3 separate regions of the Mus musculus genome follow, and regions 2 and 3 are each linked to region 1. A link is a contact called in public ChIA-PET and Hi-C data. All regions are on one chromosome and are shown on one strand. Each heading gives the region's core, a stretch centred on a gene start, on an enhancer-like site or on the middle of the called end of the contact. The rest is flanking DNA. Distances are from core to core; before and after follow the strand shown. Region 1 overlaps Txnrd1 (thioredoxin reductase 1). Region 2 overlaps Chst11 (carbohydrate sulfotransferase 11). Region 3 overlaps Glt8d2 (glycosyltransferase 8 domain containing 2).

The links. A called contact is a pair of places that touch in the nucleus more often than the background predicts. ChIA-PET counts read pairs in DNA pulled down with a chosen protein or histone mark.
Region 2: an RNA polymerase II ChIA-PET map of memory CD8 T cells shows a contact between it and region 1, with 19 read pairs. The contact joins two enhancer-like sites. A contact is called at or near these places in 1 of 115 datasets of contacts at active chromatin or transcription factors (memory CD8 T cells) and 1 of 9 other capture datasets (adipose tissue).
Region 3: a contact with region 1 is called in a Hi-C map of Th1 cells, with 3 times the contacts expected there. The contact joins two enhancer-like sites. A contact is called at or near these places in 1 of 15 datasets of contacts at CTCF or cohesin (large pre-B cells), 21 of 484 Hi-C or Micro-C datasets (the AML12 cell line, B cells, the C2C12 cell line and 14 more), 7 of 115 datasets of contacts at active chromatin or transcription factors (CD8 T cells, T-cell acute lymphoblastic leukemia, cardiomyocytes and 4 more) and 3 of 9 other capture datasets (adipose tissue, embryonic stem cells and liver).

Annotation. Positions count from the first base shown.
Region 1 is chr10:82,886,086-82,888,785 of GRCm38.p6, forward strand. It overlaps Txnrd1 (thioredoxin reductase 1), which reads left to right. Exons shown (of 15, transcript NM_001042513.1): 13 at 1,088-1,183. Among named protein-coding and RNA genes, the nearest start is that of Eid3, 21 kb to the left of the region's middle. Within about 2 kb of position 1,431, at least 30 of the 459 cell types and tissues checked have an H3K27ac peak or open chromatin away from gene starts, as enhancers often do. A contact at or near this core is called in CD8 T cells, the G1E-ER4 cell line, T-cell acute lymphoblastic leukemia and 2 more, where this site is marked.
Region 2 is chr10:83,099,683-83,102,403 of GRCm38.p6, forward strand. All of the region lies in intron 2 of Chst11 (carbohydrate sulfotransferase 11), which reads left to right. Among named protein-coding and RNA genes, the nearest start is that of Chst11, 120 kb to the left of the region's middle. Within about 2 kb of position 1,434, at least 49 of the 459 cell types and tissues checked have an H3K27ac peak or open chromatin away from gene starts, as enhancers often do. A contact at or near this core is called in memory CD8 T cells, where this site is marked.
Region 3 is chr10:82,661,247-82,664,289 of GRCm38.p6, forward strand. It overlaps Glt8d2 (glycosyltransferase 8 domain containing 2), which reads right to left. Exons shown (of 10, transcript NM_029102.3): 5 at 920-1,037. Among named protein-coding and RNA genes, the nearest start is that of Glt8d2, 28 kb to the right of the region's middle. Within about 2 kb of position 1,420, at least 71 of the 459 cell types and tissues checked have an H3K27ac peak or open chromatin away from gene starts, as enhancers often do. A contact at or near this core is called in CD8 T cells, the G1E-ER4 cell line, T-cell acute lymphoblastic leukemia and 2 more, where this site is marked.

The sequences.
Region 1 (2,700 bases), core at 181-2,680:
AAGCAAGTCGTGTTCATACAGAAAGACTGAATTTTCTTACTTTGCTTTGCTACTTTCCTTACAAAAGTGAGACATTTTGAAAAACCCAATTAAAGAAGCAGGAATCAACTACTCACAGATGCTGTCTGTAGTGTAGCCATTTGGAAGGCTTTCCTTGGTCTTTCCCTAAGTAATTTTACATGCGTTAGACTTTTGTATCAGAGCACTGATGTGGGTCCCCAGAGGAGGAAATAGTCTTGCTTGTCATGCCCAAGACACATCAAACAGAGCCCCTGTCTTCTGGCTCCCCTGCACCTCTCTCCCTCCTCCTGTGCTGTCTGGTAAGGTTCCTGGAGGAACTTTCTGGAAGCAGGAAGAAGCACCAGCTAGCTGGTTGTTAGAGCTGCCCCTGCTATGTACAGCTCTCATTCCTCTGAGCCAGTGACTCTCAGCCTTCCTAAAGCTATGACCCTTCAGTTCAGTTCGTCATGTTGTCGTGACTCCCCCACCCCCATAAAATTATTTCAGTTTTACTTCATAACTGTAATTTTGCTACTGTTAGAAATCATAATGTAACTGTCTGATATAGAGGACATCTAAGAGTCAGCCCCCAAAGGCAACCCACAGGGTGAGAAACACTGACCTACACTAACCAGGAGGTCACTTTGTATTTTTTGTTTCTTTTCTTTTTCTTGTTCTGAAACATTAATATGTCTATTCTGTCGCTCTGGCTATCTTAGAACTCCCTGTGTAGACCAGGCTGGCCTCAAACTCAGATCCACCTGCTTCCGCTTTAATCCCAAGTGCTGGAGTTAAAGGCGTGCACCACCACCGCCCGCTTGTTGTCTTATGTAAGACAGTAATTTTGTGGCTTCTTTCTTGATTTTCTTGGTCATTTTGTTATATTACTTAAGGTTTACTAATCATGTTGAACTAAGATTAGTCAAAGGGGTCTTGACAACAAAGTTCCAAGTTATTTGTCTTTTGATGAAGTCAGTTTATTCTGTGAACTTTATCAGCAGCGCTAATTATTGAAGTACCTCCACACCTACTGCTGGGCAACATCCCACATAAGGAAACAAGTCTGACCTGTGCTTGTGTCTTCCAGGTTTACCATAGTTTCTTTTGGCCATTGGAATGGACAGTCCCATCCCGGGATAACAACAAATGTTATGCAAAAATAATCTGCAACCTTAAAGACGATGTAAGTGCGGCGACGGGTCTTTGTGGAGATGTGTAGCTTTTGACCATGAATGTTAGGATTCCAGCCATTGGTGTCCACAGCACCAGGGGCAGCATCTTAGGCAAGGGTCTGGGCTCTCCTGCCTGCTGCCTTGCCTGTTCATCTTTCCTGGTCCGGGGCCCCGCTGCAGGCAGGCAGAACACACGTAGGTAAAGGAAGTCAGGGGACACTTGAAGCTTCTCTGTGTTGATGAGTGGAGAGTCATGAAGTCCTCAGCTACCTTTTAAAAAACCACAAGCAAACCCAACCCCGGATGCTCTGCTTTGATCCTCTGCGCTGGTGGGAAGAGCTCAGACTTGGCTGGGCTCCAGATTGAGATGTACCCACTGCTACACTAGTGACCAAGCCCGAGGGCAAACTCCTGCCTCCCAGGTATTCCAGACCCATAGTGAGAGAGATGGACTACCTTAGCAGTTTTCAAACTTACTTGACTGTTGCCACACAGTAAGAAATACATTTTATATTATATTCCAGAACACGTGTCCATACACACATACTCTTTCTTCTTTCTTTCTTTCTTTCGCTCTCTCTCTCTCTCTCTCTCTCTCTCTCTCTCTCTCTCTTTCTTTCTTCCTTCCTTCCCTCCCTCCCTCCCTCCCTCCCTCCTTCCCTCCCTCCCTCCCTCCCTCCTTCTCTCTCTCTCTTTCTTTCTTTCAAGATTTATTTATTTATTTATTTATTTATTTATTTATTTATTTATTTATTTAATGTATATGAGTGCACTGTAGCTGTACAGATGGTTGTGAGCCTTCACGTGGCTGTTGGGAATTGAATTTAGGACCTCTGTTCGCTCTGGTCTGCCCGCTTGCTCAGTCCCTGCTTGCTCCAGCCCAAAGATGCACCAGAAGAGGGCGTCAGATTTCATTTGGGTGGTTGTGAGCCACCATGTGGTTGCTAGGATTTGAACTCAGGACCTTTGGAAGCAGTCAGTACTCTTAACCTCTGAGCCATCTCTCCAGCCCCATATTCTCATTCAATATTGTACCAGAAACTGAATTTTTTCAATGTATTCAGCATATTGACCTTAAAAATCCCTTCAGGGAAAATATGAATAAAGCCAAAGCCTTACATCAAACACACAAAGAACTTGGTTAGATTATTAAAACAATCTCAGGGTTTGTCTGTAATGACATACTTTGTTTAAAAATTGTTTTAGATGAGAAAGATTTTTTTTAGAACCCAGAAGGTTTCAGGACACTGCCTTAGGTGTAAAGTTATCACTGAGGCAGATGTTCGGTGAATGAATCGATCAGGGTAACCCCTCGTGAACTGTGCACTGACATAAGGATCAATGGCGTATCACTCTCTCTATCTCTTTGGACATAGCTTTATTAAAGCATGATGTAGCCAAGTATCATCTGACTTCACAGTGACCGAGTGTCCTTGGTTTTAAACAGAGCTCAGTGGTCTACGTGTAAATCACACTCACACACATGGAAGTACTTCCTGCTCCCTGCTCGGGTCAGTGAACACCAGCC
Region 2 (2,721 bases), core at 184-2,683, 210 kb after region 1:
CCAGCCCAAGGCTCTCAAAATATCATTTCTACCTGTCATTGGTAAAAAAACAAACAAACAAACAAAAAACCAAAGGGAGTCTGTGTTCTGATTTCCTTACGCTGTCTGGAATCAATTTTGTGTACTGGACCATGTGGCCATTGAAGTGACATCACTGTCATTGCTTACTGGTGTGTCCCTGGGTCATTTGCACTGGCTTCTTGAGGTAAAGAGCCCTCTAGAGGAAAGGGACTGTGTCTTGTGTGTCTGGAACCTAGCTGGCTTCCTAGCTAGGCATTGGCAGGGACTCTTCAGTGTGCATTGAATTAGGTACCTTTCTCATTTATTCTAATAATTTAGGAGATACTGCCTATCAAGCGGCCACCGAAGGCATGGTGGCTGGAGGTACCACTGGCTCATAACATCTGGGTGTCAGACAGAAAGCGGGGATAGTTTGGCTGGAAACCCTGCCAGACTGCACTTCGAGACCTGTCTTCTGAAAACTACTCGCTTCCTCCAGTGAGGCCCCATCTCTTAAAACTCCCACAGACACCCCACCCCCCAAAATAGTACCACCAGCTGGGAACCAAGTACCCAAATTCAGGAGCCTACTGTGGACATTTCACATTCAAAATCTAATATGAGGTATTGAGGTTCTGAACACAGCTGCTTTTTCCTGGGTCCTGTGAGCTCAGCATGTGACCAGACACATGTGTCTTAGTTAGGGTCACTATTGCTATGATGAGACGCCATAACCAAAGCAACTTGGGGAGGAAGGGGTTTATTCAGCTTATGCTTCCATATCACAGTTCATCATCAAAGGAAATCAGGACAGAAAATCAAGCAGAGCAGGAACCTAGAGGCAGGAGCTGATGCAGAGGCCATGGAGGGCACTGCTAACTGCCTTGCTTCCCATGGCTTGCTCAGCCTGCTTTCTTACAGAACCCAGGACCACCAGGAACAAAGGCTGGTCCCTCCAGCATCAATCGCTAATTAAGAAAATGCCCTACAGGCTTGCCTATGGCTGGGTCTTAGAGAGGCAGTTTCTCATTTGAGGCTCCCCTTCCCTGACAACTCTAGCTTGTGTCAAATTGATATAAAACTAGCCAGGGCTCTGGGGTTCAGGGAAGAAGAGTCCCTCTGCACTGGGGCTGGGGCCTGTGCATGACCCTCTAAGAGCCTAAGTGCAGGCTGGAAAAGAATGAGTACCTGGGGTGTGACAGCCCTCGCTGTGCCCTTCCTACCAGCCACCCAGCCACGATGACAGGTCTTCCACAGCACAGTTTAACTGAAGGTGAGGGCATTGGAGCCCAGGTTCTAACTCCATCGGGCTCTAACTCTTCCTGTCACTGGCAGGACCAGACCACCTGAGAGGGAATTCAGGATCTCGGGGGCGGTGCCGGGGCCGGGGCTTTGATTTCCTCATCTGGAAACCGGAAATGAATTACTTAACCTCAGTTAACCACACTGTGTCACACAGCAGTTAAGACTTGGTAAAGCCAGATGCCCCTGGTAAGGGAATTCGGGGTACTCTTTTTAATCTCCCTGAGCCCCAGTTTCTTAATCTGTAAAGTGTGTGTGTGTGTCTCTGTGTGTGTGTGTTAGGGGTGCTGTCAGTTTCTAGATCTCTGAGTTGTTCCAAAATGGAATGAGCTGATTTCTTTGAAGTCCTCAGAACAATAGCATAACATACAGCCAAGTTTAGCAGCCAGTATTTTTTTTTTAACTTTAAAGTCTTCCCATAGGGTCCTCAGAATACCTCTGTCCCCAGTGGGTGGATTCAGGGAAAAAAATGGGAGAGGGAGCCTACAAGTACAGTCCCCCTTCCTGGCTTGGCTAACTCTCCCTCAGACTCACACAGGCACTTTGTTGAGCTAGACTGAGCACTCCCAAGCCAAGAGTGTGTTTGCGGAGGCTAGAGACAATGTCTGACTCAGGGAAGTTGCAGGAAGCTAGCACTTCTATGGGTTTGGAACTTTTTTTTGTTTCCTAAAATAAAAATAAAAATGTTAGGCAGCTGTTTTTAGATGTTCCTTTTTTGAGCATTCCCGGCCCAGACATAGTAACCATGTGTAAGTTTCTTTTTGGTTCATGTTCCTTGCCCACAAGGGCCTATTTCCGTGTTCTGCTTGTTCTTCAGATGTCAATGGAGGTGGTTTGGCAGCCATCTTCCATTCTGGTAAAGCCCTACCAGTACTGGTGTTGGCAGAGTGGTGCTGATGGAGAGTTCTGGGTCTGTCCCCTCATTAACAGGAGGGACCTGCCAGTGAGAGCAAGCCCGAGCAGGCTGCAGGCAGGCCAGGCCTTGAGCTGTCCATCCAGAGAGGGTCTGTGGCCCTGGTTAGTAATGGGTTCACTGGGCTTCTGTTGGTGAGAGCGCTGGCTCTGTATAAGCTGTGCATAGTTGCTAGCTGAGCGAATGAGCGGCAAGGCTAACTCACACAGACAAGGCACAAAGCCCTGGGTTTGCTTCCCAATTCTGCAGGAACGACAGCATGGTGGTACAGACTTGTAATCGCAGCCCTTGGGAGGGGAAAGCAAAGGGTTCAGAAATGGAAAGTTATCATTGTGGAACCTGAGGCCAGCCTAGGCTACAGGAGACCCCGTGTCTAAACAAACAAGGTCCAGGGAGACGCTTGGTTGGGCAGTGTTTGCCACACAAGCATGAGGGACCTGAATTCAGATCCCTATCACATTGATTTTAAGAAGGGGGTTAAAAAGAAAGCTGGCGTTTCGTGTGTC
Region 3 (3,043 bases), core at 170-2,669, 220 kb before region 1:
GAGCAACACGAGTTTGTAGGGTTTTCATTAGTGGTGTTCAATTATCATAAGCAACTGACAGTAAGTGACTGAGATTAGGAAAGAGTGGTGTCACAGACAGAGGCTTTAGAAGCTAATTAGAAAGGAAGGATTTAAATAAACTGCATATAGCAGGTGGCTAGTCTCTACAAAATTGCCATTAGGAACTGCTCTTGGACTGAAAAGATGGTTCAGCGGGTAAACATGAGGAACTGAGTTCGAATCCCCAGTACCTACATGAACAGATGAGTGAAGCACACTTATCTGAACCCCCAGTGCTGGGGATGACAAGTTGGGACTGGAAGGAGGGGTGAGGAACTAGGGGGACACTGGAGAAAGGCTTGCTTGGGCTCACTGACACATAAGCATATAACACACACACACACAACTGTTCTTTATGAAGGACACTTCATATGTGTGGGCACTCTTGCAAGAAAAATGACCCCTAGCACTAGGAAAAGGACTGGCTTCTCCTCAAACATGTGGCCAACACCAAGGCACATAGCTGTCGTGCTGCTGGCTTTCCTTGGCTTCCGGAAGAATCAGAGCTAACCAACGATTAAGCAAAGAAGTTACAAGAGCAGAGGTGTTTTGGATGATTTTGCTGACCTCACGACTCCGCCTACCTCCAGCTCCCAACTGTAGCCCTCCTTCACGCACACATACGTAGTCTCCATTTTTATGCCTCGATTCTTTTCAGTAGCTTCATTATGCTTATATAAACCCTAGCTTTCCTGGAGCAGGTGGCTGCTGAGTTAAAAATAAGCAGAGCTTCATGGAGATCTAGCACACTTGGGACTGAAATATCCTATGTGCACATCAGATGGCTAGAGCTCTACAGGGAATGTGGATGCAGGACTGTCCCTACTGTCCCCACTGTGTGCATGACTTGTATACTCACGGGCTGGAGCAGCTCAGGCCTCGATGAGTCTGGTCTAATCTTCCCCTTGAGGACTGTAGGATTGAACTCCACAATTTTGAAGTTTATTTCTCTCAGTTTAGAATGTTCGATCCATTTTCTAAAGAGATAACAGAAAACTTCAGGTACACGTTTCGAATCTTTCCTGAATTTAATCTGCATATCCTTCCCGGGGCTCGTCTGCTCCGGGAAAGTTACAGTTAAGTATATGTAGGCATCGTTTCCACGTTATAAAGCCTTCTGATTGCTTCGCCATCTGGCCTCACTTCCAATATCTCCTCCTCCCCACCCTCAATCTCATAACTCATTCTGCAAAGGAAATGAACAAGGTAGTAATAACTGAGTTGAGTCCTACATCCAAAAATCCACAGGAAACTAGAACAACAAGATGGGGTCCTTTCTCGGCAAGTAGCAGCTGCACTCACCAGACCAACTGCCACATGCTACTGCTGAGACACTGTGGCGGGTGTGTGTGTGTGTGTTTGTGTGCCCAGCCTCTGACAGTCTTCCGTTCCCTCCCCCTCTGTCTCTCACCCCTCCTCCTCCCCCCTTCAGCCTGTCTTTCTTCCTCCACCACCCTCTCCCCTTCAGCACTCAGTCTCACAGGGTGTCTATCTTTCATCTGATTCATTATGACATTCCTGGTAGAAATCGTCTCCAAAGTTGGCGGGCCACTCAAGCCACAGATGGCAACATTTGCAGCTGATTGCAAATTGGCAGGAAAGGGCTAGGGGTAGGTAGCTTGGTGGCAGAGCTCTTACTATTGCTTGGGGGAATGTGGTAGTTGCCACAGAAGTATGTTTGCTTGTGGCTATCTACAGAGATGGACTGTGGGTTCATACCTTCTGCTTTTATATTTTGGCTCAATGAGAACAGGTTTCAAAATATTTAAACACTGGGGGAGGAGAAACCAGCTAGAACTAAAGACACCCACTTTGTTGACTGTATTGCTATGAATTGTGTGATCTATTCTCTTTTGACTGGGTCGATTGATTAGTTGGCTGGTTGATTACTTGGCTGGTGTCTTAGTTAGGGTTTTACTGTTGTGAACAGACACCATGACCAAGGCAAGTCTTATAAAAAACATTTAACTGGGGCTGGCTTACAGGTTCAGAGGTTCAGTCCATTATCATCAAGGTGCATGGCAGCATCCAGGCAGGCATGGCACAGGCAGAGCTGAGAGTTCTACATCTCCACCCAAAGGCTGCTAGTGGAAGACTGACTTCCAGGCAACTAGGGTGAGGATCTTATGCCCACACCCACAGTAACACACGTACTCCAACCAGGTCACACCTATTCCAACAAGGCCACACCTACAAATGAGGCCACTCCCTGGTCCAAGAATATACAAACCATGACAGCTGGTTAGTTAGTTGGCTGGTTAGTTAGTTGGCCAGTTAGTTGGTTGGTTATTTGACTAGTTTGTTTATTTGGGATAAGGTCTCACCACGAAGCCTAGTCTGCTCTCTAATTTGCAACCTTTCTTCCCCAGCTTGTTCAGGAGTACAGGTGCTGGCTCTTGGTGGTGCTATTTTTACAGAGCTGTGGATGGAATCCTGGGCCTTAGTGTCCATTCATATTTTATATTCATTTTCCTACGAGGCTTACGTTTTTTTAAAATGTTTGCAACAGTTCTTCATTATAAGCCATTCTTCTTACTAATCTATTTTAGAGCTAATTCCATTCGCTGTTCTTCATTATCCAGAAGTTCTTGTGTTACACTGGCAAGTCCATCAGCTTTTTTTTTCCCCTCCTAATTCCTGGGCTCAGGGAGGTACTGTCCAGACCAAGATCACACAGCTATCCTGTATTTCTAAAACACATTTAAATTTTGATTTTTCAGTTGTTTTCCTTTTACTCTAACTCCTATTCATTTTTTAGTATGACATGTTATAGAAAAAACCAGCTCCAAATTATAATATGATCTACAGATTTTAATTACTGTAAGTTTGTAGTTCAAATATCACAGGTCACGCTTGGTTCAATGGGAGAGCATGTGCTTAATCTCTGTGGAAGCGTGGATTAAGTCTCTAGCACCTCTCCCCAAAATACAGTTAGTGAGGATGCTTAAGAAATAATAACAATCCATTAAGAAAATAGAGGGGG